3 separate regions of the Nothobranchius furzeri genome follow, and regions 1 and 2 are each linked to region 3. Evidence: chromatin contacts called from public Micro-C data. All regions are on one chromosome and are shown on one strand. Each heading gives the region's core, a stretch centred on a gene start, on an enhancer-like site or on the middle of the called end of the contact. The rest is flanking DNA. Distances are from core to core; before and after follow the strand shown. Region 1 overlaps mgat5 (alpha-1,6-mannosylglycoprotein 6-beta-N-acetylglucosaminyltransferase). Region 2 overlaps mgat5 (alpha-1,6-mannosylglycoprotein 6-beta-N-acetylglucosaminyltransferase). Region 3 holds the start of mgat5 (alpha-1,6-mannosylglycoprotein 6-beta-N-acetylglucosaminyltransferase).

Region 1 (4,111 bases), core at 864-3,363, 85 kb before region 3:
ACTGAGGATACAGAACCAGCATAATTCACATTCTGCATATTTGTAACTCATGACATGTAGTAACAAAGTTTCCTTCTTTACTGCATCTTTAAACAACACTATTTTAGTATTAGCAGTAGGCTACAGTTTATCTACACAGGCTAGATCTATGTATAGGGAGCCTAAGTCTCCTCCCTTTCCGGTCCGCTCACGGGTCCCTGGAAGAACGTAAAAATTAATGCAAGTCAACGGGGCTAAAAACGCTGTTATCTAATCCACTTTGCCTTACGCCCTGGATCACACATATGTTGTACTACAGTTTAAATGAAAAGTAATGATGGATGTTTAGACCACGCCAGTAACGTACTTTGAGATTTATCAGCTTGTAAAAGTTCGGAATCAGCAAAACTACAAATTAAATATCGGCACGTCGCATATGTGACGTTACCACGTAATCTCCTCTCCCCTAACGTAGCTGCTACTTACCAAACGACCAGATTTATGGTGGTTATTTCCTCCTGTGGGAAGTTTGCTGAACTTGCAGCCATTTTCCCTCCGTTTTTTTCCGTGTCTGGTTCGATGACGTCACTTTTTTGAAGCACATTTGTAGTCCTGGACTTATTTTCACACAAAACCTAAAATCGCACTTTCCCCCGCTTGAAAATAAGCTCATTCTTGGTATCAAAATGCATCTATAAAATTCACGGATATCATATGTGAAATCCACGGCACATAACAAGCAGAATTAGAAAATCGCGTTTTTAGCATCGTTGACTTGCATTCGTTTATTGGTTCTTCCGGGCACCCGTGGTCCGGAAGTAGTTGGGCGTGACTTAGGCTCCCTATAGGATGATTCATATTCTGCCCATTTGTGACCTATGTTGGGTAATGACAAGCAAACATTAGAATTAATCTCGGTGGCAATATTAATCTCAATCTAGATAGAGGAAATTAGAGTATATCGGAGTTATCTGGATCTACAGAGGGTTTAGAGTCAAACTGTGTACACACTTATCCATAACACAACTTACTCTCTGCAGATCTGTGCCTCATGTCGGGTATTGACAATGTAACATACAGTAAAATCACGTTTTCTAGATCTGTTTAGTGGGTCTGTACAGGGCATGGAGAAAAAACTTAGCCAAAACGGACTTTTTATGACTCATGTCAGCTAACGACACACAAACATTAGCTTTATTTTTTTACTGCATCTTTAATCTGCACCTAGTTAGCTTTGGACAAAGTATAAAAAACAGTATATTTAATATTTTTAGACCTATGGGGTTGGGATTGAGGGCACCGAGTCCAAACAACTCGTATTCTGCACATTTGTGACTCATTGGATGATGACATACAAACATTAGCTTAATTCTCTATTGCATATTTAATCAGCAACCAGTTAGCATTAAGCAATTGTATATAAATATTTAAGATCTATTTCCAAGTTTCACTCTCAGATTTATGAGTCAGGAATGTAAAAAGTCAGCAAACTTAAGAAGTTTATGTTAGCTAGAGCTGAAAAAGCACAAATGAGACAAAGTGGCACCAGGGATATTTACTGGTTACTAGACTAATTCACATATTTACTGCAGCTACACTGGCGGCGTTTGATATAAACAAAACCGTGAAACAACAAAGGCTTCAGTGTACTCAATGAAAATCACTCAGAGGAGAGAAATGAAGAACAACGAAGAGCTGCTGTTACACAGAAGGCCAGGAGGCTAGGGCAACAACACAACATATTAATCACAAACCTGACAAACCTCCTCTAAACACAAAAAGCAGCAGCAAGATTTATTCTTTCCTTGAAATCTGGGGTCTTAATATGCAAACAAAGCTAGTGTCTTCTGTTCACAGGCCGTCTCCTGTGATGATAAACCCGAGCCAAAGGCAAAAATGGGATTTTTATAAGGGGTTATGGGCTTCTACGGCCAGGAAACAGCAAAGTAAAAGACGTGATTGCACAGGAGCTGATTAGGTTTTATTTAACGGAAGGAGGATAAGTAGAGGGAAAAAACTGTTTATATTTCACAGAAACACATAAAAAAGGCAAACTGTGCCAACAGTGGGAGTAATAATCCAGAAAAACCACCGCTGCGCCTTACATTTAGCCTGAGGAGGAAGGCATTTCCTCTGGGTGCGGCGCTGGCAGACAGTTTAAGGTGTTGCGTCGCTCTCAAACAAAAGCTGGTGACAAGCTGGAGGAACCAACAGGAATCATTAGTGCCCCTCAGACTCACGGTTCCACCTCTTATCCTGTCAGGAGGGGCGGATGGCTGCTTAAAAAAACTAAACAATAAATCCTCCTCAGTAGCACTCAGAGAGAGAATAGACTCGGTCAGTGACAACGTCCTGAATGGACAGTCCTCAGGCCTTCTGGGAAAACCCGGGTTATGCAGGAACAGAAAAGAGAGCCATTGTCCCGACGAGTGGCAGACGCGCGTCATGTGGAAGGCATGCAGCATGTGAGTGAGGCTGCTGACCCTGAAGCTGATGGCCTGATAAAAGATGCGCTTACTGGTAGTGGACCCAAGAAGGACCAAGAGTCTTCTTAAACTGGGTGAGACCCACGATGTCGATGTAGATGAGCTCCACGATCTTGTCCCCCTGAGTGGGACAGCTGGACTTGTTCCCCATCACCTTCCGCATGATCCTGTGGAGGAAGAGGTGGGAATTATTTGTGTCAAGCAGCTTAACTAGATAAAAACTGAACGTGCTAGCTACTGACTCCTTCAGCTCGGCCAGCGATGCGGAGATGCGGACTTCGTGACCCAGTAGGTACAGCGTGGTGATGAGGTCGCTCCACTGGACCAGCTCCCCCAACGGGCCGCCGCTGAAGGCGTTCTCTGCGATCTTGAAGCCCGACTCCTTGGTGAGCAGGCCCAAGTGGACCAGGATCTGATGGAGGTGGTAAGAAGATGAATAAACTGATACCAAACACTTAAAGGTCTCGTTCACGGAGAAACGGTAATACTCGTGCTTTTATAGACACAATCAGTCAAGCCGAGCTGCACGTGAATGCTGGACACGATCCTTTAATCAGCTGCCATTTCCTGCATTAGCCGCTGAAAGGAAACGGACAATAAAACGATCAGGCCTCAAAAATACAATACTATTCATGGCCCCGCCCACATTGGCTTGTAACCACCCACAGGAAGGACAGAGGGCGTGTTTCAGCTAGTAGATGCTAACCATTAGCATTAGCAACTTCACAGCATGGCAGAATATGATTAGGCTTGTGTTGTTTGTGGAGATAAAGCATCAACGTTAAATTTTTTACCCAAGAAAGAAGAACAAACGGAGGCAGCGGAAGAGTCCTGTAGCTGTTAGCCAATCAGAAGGGAGACGTTTGCATACCATGACAAAGACTCATAACGCTGTTGTTTTCTCACAAAGCCTCTCTTCATACTAGAGCACACACACTTACAACAGATTTATTGAACAGTTTTTCTAAAAATCGGCACCGGTATCAGCCACTGAAAGACCTTTATCGGCCAGTATCTGATTGTAAAAGCAATACTTCTAAAACTGATCTGGATACATTTAAACTTAAATCTCGTGCAAATAGAAGGTGCAAAAAAGAAATTCATGTAAAATTGGCCCTTAAACTGAGTATGGAGTGAAAAATGAGCTTTATTTTTCGTTGTAGGCTGTCTTGTGTTGAAAACGACACTGATGAATAAAACAGAACAATACAGGAACCCGCCCACACAGTGAGGTTCGGGTAGCCAGAGGGGGAACGCAGGATAAAATAAAACCCAGCTTTGTTTGAAGTGACCAATGTTCCTTTTGAGAGTTCGGCTCTGAGCCAGAGAACAGTCATCAAGGATTAATATATGAGGATTAATATCCAAAAGAGATTAACAGCTCACACAAAGAACTGGTGAGGGAGGAAAACATTCTAGAGAGAAAATGCTCTTTGTTTGATTAGAGCTAGTTTTAAAGGACAGATAGTGAAAGTTAGAAGATCCAAAGATAGAAAGAGGACAGTGCTTTGCATCAGCACCAACCCATCACTGATTTATGATGTGAATTTTTCACAGGACCAGTGGAAAAAGAGGAGTACATAATTCAGAGCTGGGAGCAGCCAGCAATGGAAGATCCATGTCAGGACTTCAGGGACAAAGGATGG
Region 2 (3,938 bases), core at 1,434-3,933, 64 kb before region 3:
TGTAATTTTCAGATTCTTCTAGCAGCTTTTTTGGTTCTAAAAGGGGCTCTCTGGGACACATCCAGCAGTTTCCTGGAGTTTTACGAACCTTGTTCTCAGAGCTCCACGGGAGCTACTGCGGAACGCTCCCCCATCCCAAAGCAGTCACAGGCGGCCCAGTTCCCACTACAGTGGCAGAAACATGATATATGTCGTATACTATTTTTCTATTGCCCCCGAGCTGCCCTGGGACACAAAAAGTAGAGAAATGAGGTTGCCATACACAGGTGCCATTAGTCCTTCTGACCAAAAAACAGCAGGCAAGGAGGCTGAAGTGTCTTGCTTTAAGAACACAATGATAACCCAACTCTTTGATGACAGTGCAAACTCCTAACCCAAACCATCCACTCTACGAAAGAGACACTGAGATTAACTCCTCAGCACTCAATGCATAAAAGCTGATTTTGCCTTCGTTCCACTGAGTTGTATGGGTTGGATCGGTGCGCCGTTTTGTCTGTTTCCATTGTAAAAGCGTCCCATTAAACCGACCTGTACTGGGCCCACTTCAGTTACGAGTCCACAGAACAATGGAACAATATGCTTAGAGCGGAGCTACTAGCATCACACAATACACAGGAAAACACCAGTGCTTGTGACATCAACACCAGAGTGCTGCTGGTGCACCTTACCTCATTGTACACTGATGTGTAGAACACAAGAAAGAAGGCGCAAACGTAAAAATCAAGCATGGTGGGCAGCAATGGCTGTCTAGAGTCCATGGTTTATTGGGTCGTGTTTGTCGTCACTCTAACATGACACCACGGAACGCTTTTAGGTTTAACCGCACCTGCCCAGTGAGAGTACAACTGGTGGTAGAAATGCTAGCCTGAATAGAACGAACCATAGAATAGCATAGGGGGATATCAGGTGAATGAATGAAAAAAATCAAACAACTTGTTTCTGTAGAAAAACGAAAACTGGATCATCCAGAGGTGGACGGTGTAAAAAAGATACTGAACAAACATGTTTTCACTAGTATAGTCTCTCTGTTACCTTAATTTTAGCAAATGAGGCCATTTTCGTATCTCAAAGCACACATTTTTGGGGAAAATAACATCAGTGGCTCACCTTGAGCTTGCTCTCGCAGTGAGGAAAACCATCCAGAGGCGGCAGCTCGCACTTCTCCTGGGCTCCGTTTAGGAGGTCTGTTGGAAAACAGAGAGGAAACAAATCAATGAGGCTGAGTCGGTCAGCTGCAAACTTTTTCACAGTCTTAGTTTTATTTGTTCACACTGGAGAAAAGATGGAGTAGATACAAAGATATCGGGACTCCGGTCTGCTGGGGTAAAAATGAAAGTTTAGAAAGAAAGTGAAGTCACGGGGAGGGTTACAACAAACTGTTCTTACAAGAGTAGAAGTTAGACTGTAGGCATCTTGTTTCCGCAAAGAATAAAAGATGCTTGGAAAGACGCCGATTTGATTTTTGAGCTGAAAGGAGCTCGTATACAAGAGTTACAGCTGGCTAAAACTAGTGACAGAAGACAGATTACTCCTGAAGTCAAGACAGAAAAATGTTTAGTTGGTAATCGATAAACAGAAAGATACACATTAAAAAATAAAACTATTGGAAAATAAAATTCTGATGTAGGCGGTTTAATCAGATGACTAAAGAATAATCAGTTAAATACCTGTTGATTCTTTAGAGTTTGCCAGTGAAAAATATAAACATTGGTCCAATTAACCACAGGACTGATTAATCAAATGACCAACTAATCCAACGCTTGGCCTGGCAGGCGACCAAGCAAGGCCTGCCAGGCTTCTAAAGCACTGGAGGAAACCATAAACATAACAACCAAAAATTTTAAAAAGCACCATTTAGATCATGACTTCTACCAAGACCCTAACAATTGGTAGAAAACACTATTTTGGTTGACCCCTTTCTAACTTGTCAAACTTTCTCCCCATTAGTTGGACATTTGTCTGCTAACGGAAAGAGCAGGTTACTTTTGACAAACACAACCTGCCTACCACTAAAACCAATGGGTTACCCATATAAAACCATTCATAAAGGGACACAGTGATTCAGACCACGGCAATGAGGTAGGAAGGAAGCAAGTTAGGAAAATAGAATCTGGCAGGAACAAACAACTCTGAAAGAACAATGACATGGTTGGCCTAATCAAAGGCTGTTCTCAAAAGAGGGAATCTACTCAACTTTATCCCATTACACTAAATATGTCTCTGATTTGTTGTAAAATACAAAAGATAGGTGGAAAGTAACCATTTAGAAAAATTGAAATGGTCTTTTTTTATTGAAAGTCTAAAAATAAGTACATGCAAGCATTTCAGGCCATTTTTGTTGTGTTTAGGAGGCGCTTGGACTGACAAATGGAGACCGCGATTTACTTTGAGGTCGAGGATGGCCGTCAGCCAGTAGGTTCACCTTTGGCTCGATGATCTCAACTCCACAGCAAAGAAAACCATAAAGAGCACTGCAGGCCAAGTCCACGAGGACAAAAGCATATACATAAAGAACCTTCTTCATTTGACCCATTTACTTAAAACAGCACAGTGAAATTTCTCCCTAGCAACAGGTGACGGTGAAAGTGCCTTTGTTTATTCGTCACGCAGGACTTGTATAACAGCTTTTGCTGTCATCTTCATTCAGAGACGTTACCATCATGACTAACTCTTACTGGCAGAGAGGAGAAACTGTAATACAGTTAGGACTGATAGAAGCAGGCTGCTGTAATGAGTTTTGGAGGAGGGTGTGTGGGATTGTGGAGGAGTTTGTAAGAAGCTAATCAGCTGCTCCAGCTGTGGCCCAGGCTTCGACTGGTGCAGGCAGGGGGCAGGGAAGAAGATCCTTGCTTGTGTTGGCTGCGAATCAGTTTAATGTGGCAAAATGCTGTGGGAATAATGACATATCCCTGTCCTATCATTGAATCGCAGGTAAATAAGGTTCACCCGACACCCCCAGCTCACTTGGTTTAAACTAAGAAGGAATGAGAAACGAGATGATGATGTGATGCAGGAACAGAAACTAGAGCTGTGCTCAGTCTGAGGTGTGCAAAGCTTAAAGAGACACTTTGTAGTTTTTATCATTATTCTTTGGAAATATCTATCGAAATGTTGCTGAAAAAGAATGAAATGATGCCCTGGTGTTGAAAAATATTGGTGGCTTCTTAACATATAACCATAAAAATTGGGTCTAAAATCCACGGCAGCGGGTCTAAGTCTGGGCGACGCTATTTTAGACGCCATGTTTCCTTCTACATGAGCCCATGAGGACAAAACACTTTAACTGATTCGTAACAAATGGTTACAAAACTTTCACCATTCATAAATGTTGTTTTACACATTTACCTCTTCACTTGTTGTCAGCGCTGAAAGGAAGTCTCATGTGCTTTTCATTTTGCTGGATGTTGAACCATCTGACAAAATACTTGTTTCAAACTTGCACTTTATTTTCGACCCTAATGACCATCTGTTGGTAAGGTCTTACTCAAACACAAAAATACTGATTGCTTGCAATGATTCAGGTATGTACTGCCCCCTATTGCCAGGGAAAATACACACTATCCCTTTAAGGTTTGTGTTACCTGCTTACCAAAGATATTATTGTATGCATTGTGCGCCCACGATTTATTGTGATCCATTTAAATTATCGGTAATATCTTGAACCATGAAAGTAACCAACATGAGTTTGGGCAAATAAGAGCGTTATTTGAACTAATTGTGTGTACTTTTCTTTTGTTTGAGTAAAGATAAAATAAATCCTTGGGTATTTAGTCTCGACACCAGTGCTTCCATCAAATCTTCCCTGACTGGACAGCAAGGACCAGTGCAATGCCTTGGTTAATATTCCTTTACTTTTGCTGAGGTTATCTGTCCATCCGCCATCCAATATATGTTGCACCTGGTCTTAAGACAAAAAACCTTCATTTATTGTCAGTTTC
Region 3 (4,011 bases), core at 41-2,540:
ATATAACTTCATAACGTGATCATTTAATTGTTCTAACAACATAATTTTCACTTGTGAGCAATATAACATCACATTCTTATGATATACACATGTATCACATCAATATGATTATACTGCATGTACGTGACATCATGATATATCATGAAAATTATAATGTTAGAACAATAAAGATATTAAGTCATTACATGACAAGGTGAAACTTTTTGTTTTGTGCGGGTGGCAGCTCACCTCAGAAGGTGAAAATCGGTAATCGTATTGGTCCTTCAAAAACAGAATCGGTGCATTTACAACTGGAATTTACACAGAATGTTAACTGTTTATAGATTAACTCCTTCACTGTAATTGTATTATATAAAATCTGAGAATGGATTCAAGTTCCACAGTTTGTCAAATGAAACTGTAGCGGAATAAAGAGCTCGGACATGTTTGTGTAGAACCGGGGAAGTGGAGAGCTGTCGGCGAGGAAGAAGGTCGTCAGTCACGGACATGGCGACATGTTAACGACCCTCTCTCCACCTCAATGAAACCCCCGTTTCAAAGACGAGAGCGTTTTGGTTTAGAGGTTATTGTAATAAAAACAAAACAAACTCAAGGCTAACCAGTCAGTTCTCCTTCAACAACCTGTTCCTACACAAATTCTCCTCAGAGACAGCCTGTCCTCTTATATTGTCCCTTCATCACAGCTACTTTCATTAAAAGCTAGCAAGGAGTAACAATGGGACCCTCGGTCGGTCGCGCGCTGCAGCGTCCACATTCAGCTAGCATTAGCTTTCCGGATCCAGAGCTTCACATGTCACGGTCAACTGCCGTCCCTCAACCGCGCTGCTGAGCTCGACCACCGACAAAAACATCTCCGCAATGACAAATCGCCCACTCTCTCTCACAAACACATACACACACACTGCGCCTTCCTCTCAATAGCTGCCTCGTTTTCTGATCCCGCGGAGCCCCAAAACGAGCTCCGTCGCTGTAAAGGTGACATGAACCGGCCTTACCTTAGTTACGGTAGCCCGTCGGTGGTGTTAGGAGGCAGCACAACGACTTCCAACCCGGCGGAGGACCGATCGAAGCGGACCGAAGGTTGAATTCCAGGCAGGCTCGCCACCTTCTGCGCTCGCTCAGCTCTCAGCGAGAGACACGGTTAGGGACCGTGTGCGTGTTATCAACCCTCACGAAAACGTACACCAACACAACGTCGTCGTCATGGTGCTGAAGACAGAGGCGGATCTAACAAGAAATTTTTAGGGTGGTACACCAAATTGGTCCCCATGGTAATTGTGTGAGAGTTTAGCGTGTGACTGCGCAATATGTTGCTCCTTCATTTCTTTTATTAACAACAATGTGTGTGTGTGTGTGTGTGTGTGTGTGTGTGTGTGTGTGTGTGTGTGTGTGTGTGTGTGTGTGTGTGTGTGTGTGTGTGTGTGTGTGTCTGCTGCTCACCATTAAAAAGAAAAGATTATATCTCCAGTTTTTTGTGAATACAGCAGCAGGGGAATTAACCTAGAAAATAAAATTTTAAAATAAATTTTGAAAAAGCATTTCAAATCACTGAAGTGTATTTTTCAGAAACGTTAGTGTTTATCAAATTTGAGTCAATTTTTACACATTGTTTTCTATTTTAAAAAGAATAAAGGAGCAATTCAATGGATTTTGTGTTGCAAAACCTATAACGCATTTAAAATATTGCATGTACAGTTGATAATTGTATCACAACATTGATCTTTTTACTTCTATATATCAGTAGAAACAGTTTTACCGTCACCCAAATAAGCTTTCAACAAATCTAAATTCAATAAATTATCAATCATGATCAAGAATTATCAAAATAAATCAATGCAGATCACACTTTTCTTTTGATTAACCTCTACTCTAGATCTAATAAATATAAATAATAGCATATAGTTACCAGAAACCACTAATTAAATAAATAGTAAAATATGGGTAAAAGAGAACAGGAGACGGGGAGATCCCTAACTGGACACCTTCATTTGGAAACAAAAACCTTGTGTTTACTGCCACCTGCTGGTCGGCACGTGAACACTTCCACAGAATCTGAAGAAGTCAGCTTTTGCTGCCCTATTCCAGTCATGACTGTAATGAATGGTGTGTGTTTTTATGCAGAGACCCTGAATTAATTTAAACATCAGAACCAAGAATCACGATGATAAAGTATTGATTTGTGTTAGTTTAGGTATAAATAGACACAATTGTTAATCAGCATTAACCAATCACGATGAAGCTTTTTAAGACTCCTTTGTGTAATATTTTGCCAACACAGTGGAAAGCTAAACGCTGTTTGTTTACAGAATTAGCCCTCATCCTCCCTTGGAGGTGGCCGTCCCTCTCTCTTGCGTATGAACACACATTTTATTTTTGTATGAGGCAATTTCCAGAAAAACAAACCATGCAACACCTATTCTGAGAAAATATGTTTTATTACAAATAAGGAAAACAGTATACACAGTGGTTTGTGGTATAAATATACAGTTGTTTTTGATGATTTACAGACATATTTTTAGCAGAGTCTTTTTAATCACATAATATATTACATATTATCATTATTGCACGCAGTCATAAAGAACAGGAAAAAATACTTAACATGGAAAAAAATACCACTGACAATAAATGAATAAACACATATTTCACTGTAGAAATGAAAATAAAGTTAAGGTGAGTTTGATTCCCACTAAGGCACTCATGATCAGAGGACCTCTCTTCCATCAGTGTGCACAATACCAAAAAATAAAATAAAGTAAGAGAGTTGGTTCTTTTAGGGGCGCTCAAGATTTACCTTTTATTTTTAAGTTGATTTATCAGATTAAAGCTGCATCGAGTAATGATGACATCTTGTGGTTAAATTTGAGTACTGCAGTCTATGTATAAAAACAAAGGAGCCCACTCCCCTTCCTGTGGCCATGGCTGTTGCTGGTTAGGGCTCAGCGCCGGAAGACTCTATATGATGAAGAGTCATGCGCAGTAAGCTGATAAGTAGATAAATAAATAGCTCTGCGTTAACTCTAGTCTTCTTTATTTGATGTGAGAATAAAAGTAAAATACTGATTCTTAGGGTTAGAAGAAATAACTTCTGGGTCATTCCTTTTACTGGCTAGCATCCTGTCCACAAGTCTGATGCTGATTGCTGGCCAGTGTTGAATTACAAAACACCAGAGCAGTGGTTGTGTTGACGACTTGGCAACCCCATGGGCTCACATGATTGGCTCTGGAACCAGGATGTATAGAGGCAAGGCAGATAGTAAACAAAGGGTGTTTCTCAATGCCAAGTAACCTTGCCTTGATGTCTTGGTCCCGCCCCGGTTGCCTAGGAGATAGGTCATCAGGAAGGCCTGTTCCAATGTTCATGTTCTACTGAGGCGTCTGTTCTCCGTTTGTTAGCCGTTTAGCTAGCTGGGCAAGGATACACGTGAGGTGTCTTGTAGCCTAGCCTTGGTCAAAAATTTCCCAGAATACATCGCAGTATTTTAAAAAGGATGGTGGATCAGAAGCCGGCATCTACTTCGGCGGCAAATTTCAAGTTTAAATGTAAGTCAACTAATTTAAAATGTTTATTAGATCTAAGAAGTTATCTATGGTTGGTTAGTTAGCTTAGTAGTTGCAGTTTCGGTGGCTAGCAGGTAGTAACTCGCTTATGTATTTAATTTAACAAATATACACACAATTTAAAAAGTAAAAGACTCGTTACATATTTATATTGAAACTTATACGTATAATACATAACGCTATCTCCCATGTCACTTGACGTTACGTGACTGCCACAAAAGCCACGGTCACGTGATGCAAGTCTGTTCCATTTAACCTTTTCTTTGACCAGGGAAGGACAGTGTTCTTGTAAGCAAGGAGCCTAGCCTCGCAAGACATCGCCTTGCGAGGCTAGTAGGCGCCTTGACATTAAGAAACACCCACAGACTACGTCTACGTCCCTCTTCAGCATTTTTAAAGGTAGAAAAGCTGACAACCCCCCATCTAGCTTCATAGGAAGTCTGTTTCAAAAGA

The links. Hi-C and Micro-C count contacts between places; a contact is called where the count stands out from the background.
Region 1: a Micro-C map of tail fin shows a contact between it and region 3, with 4 times the contacts expected there. The contact joins the enhancer-like site here to the promoter of mgat5 in region 3. A contact is called at or near these places in 2 of 2 Hi-C or Micro-C datasets (skeletal muscle and tail fin).
Region 2: a contact with region 3 is called in a Micro-C map of tail fin, with 4 times the contacts expected there. The contact joins the enhancer-like site here to the promoter of mgat5 in region 3. A contact is called at or near these places in 2 of 2 Hi-C or Micro-C datasets (skeletal muscle and tail fin).

The regions. Positions count from the first base shown.
Region 1 is chr14:55,449,378-55,453,488 of NfurGRZ-RIMD1, reverse strand. It overlaps mgat5 (alpha-1,6-mannosylglycoprotein 6-beta-N-acetylglucosaminyltransferase), which reads right to left. Exons shown (of 17, transcript XM_015952524.3): 8 at 2,708-2,877; 9 at 2,498-2,632. Among protein-coding and RNA genes, the nearest start is that of mgat5, 85 kb to the right of the region's middle. Within about 2 kb of position 2,113, at least 2 of the 3 cell types and tissues checked have an H3K27ac peak or open chromatin away from gene starts, as enhancers often do. A contact at or near this core is called in tail fin, where this site is marked.
Region 2 is chr14:55,429,131-55,433,068 of NfurGRZ-RIMD1, reverse strand. mgat5 (alpha-1,6-mannosylglycoprotein 6-beta-N-acetylglucosaminyltransferase) reads right to left here. Exons shown (of 17, transcript XM_015952524.3): 4 at 1,108-1,184. Among protein-coding and RNA genes, the nearest start is that of mgat5, 65 kb to the right of the region's middle. Within about 2 kb of position 2,683, at least 1 of the 3 cell types and tissues checked has an H3K27ac peak or open chromatin away from gene starts, as enhancers often do. A contact at or near this core is called in tail fin, where this site is marked.
Region 3 is chr14:55,363,535-55,367,545 of NfurGRZ-RIMD1, reverse strand. mgat5 (alpha-1,6-mannosylglycoprotein 6-beta-N-acetylglucosaminyltransferase) reads right to left here and starts at 1,290. Exons shown (of 17, transcript XM_015952524.3): 1 at 996-1,290.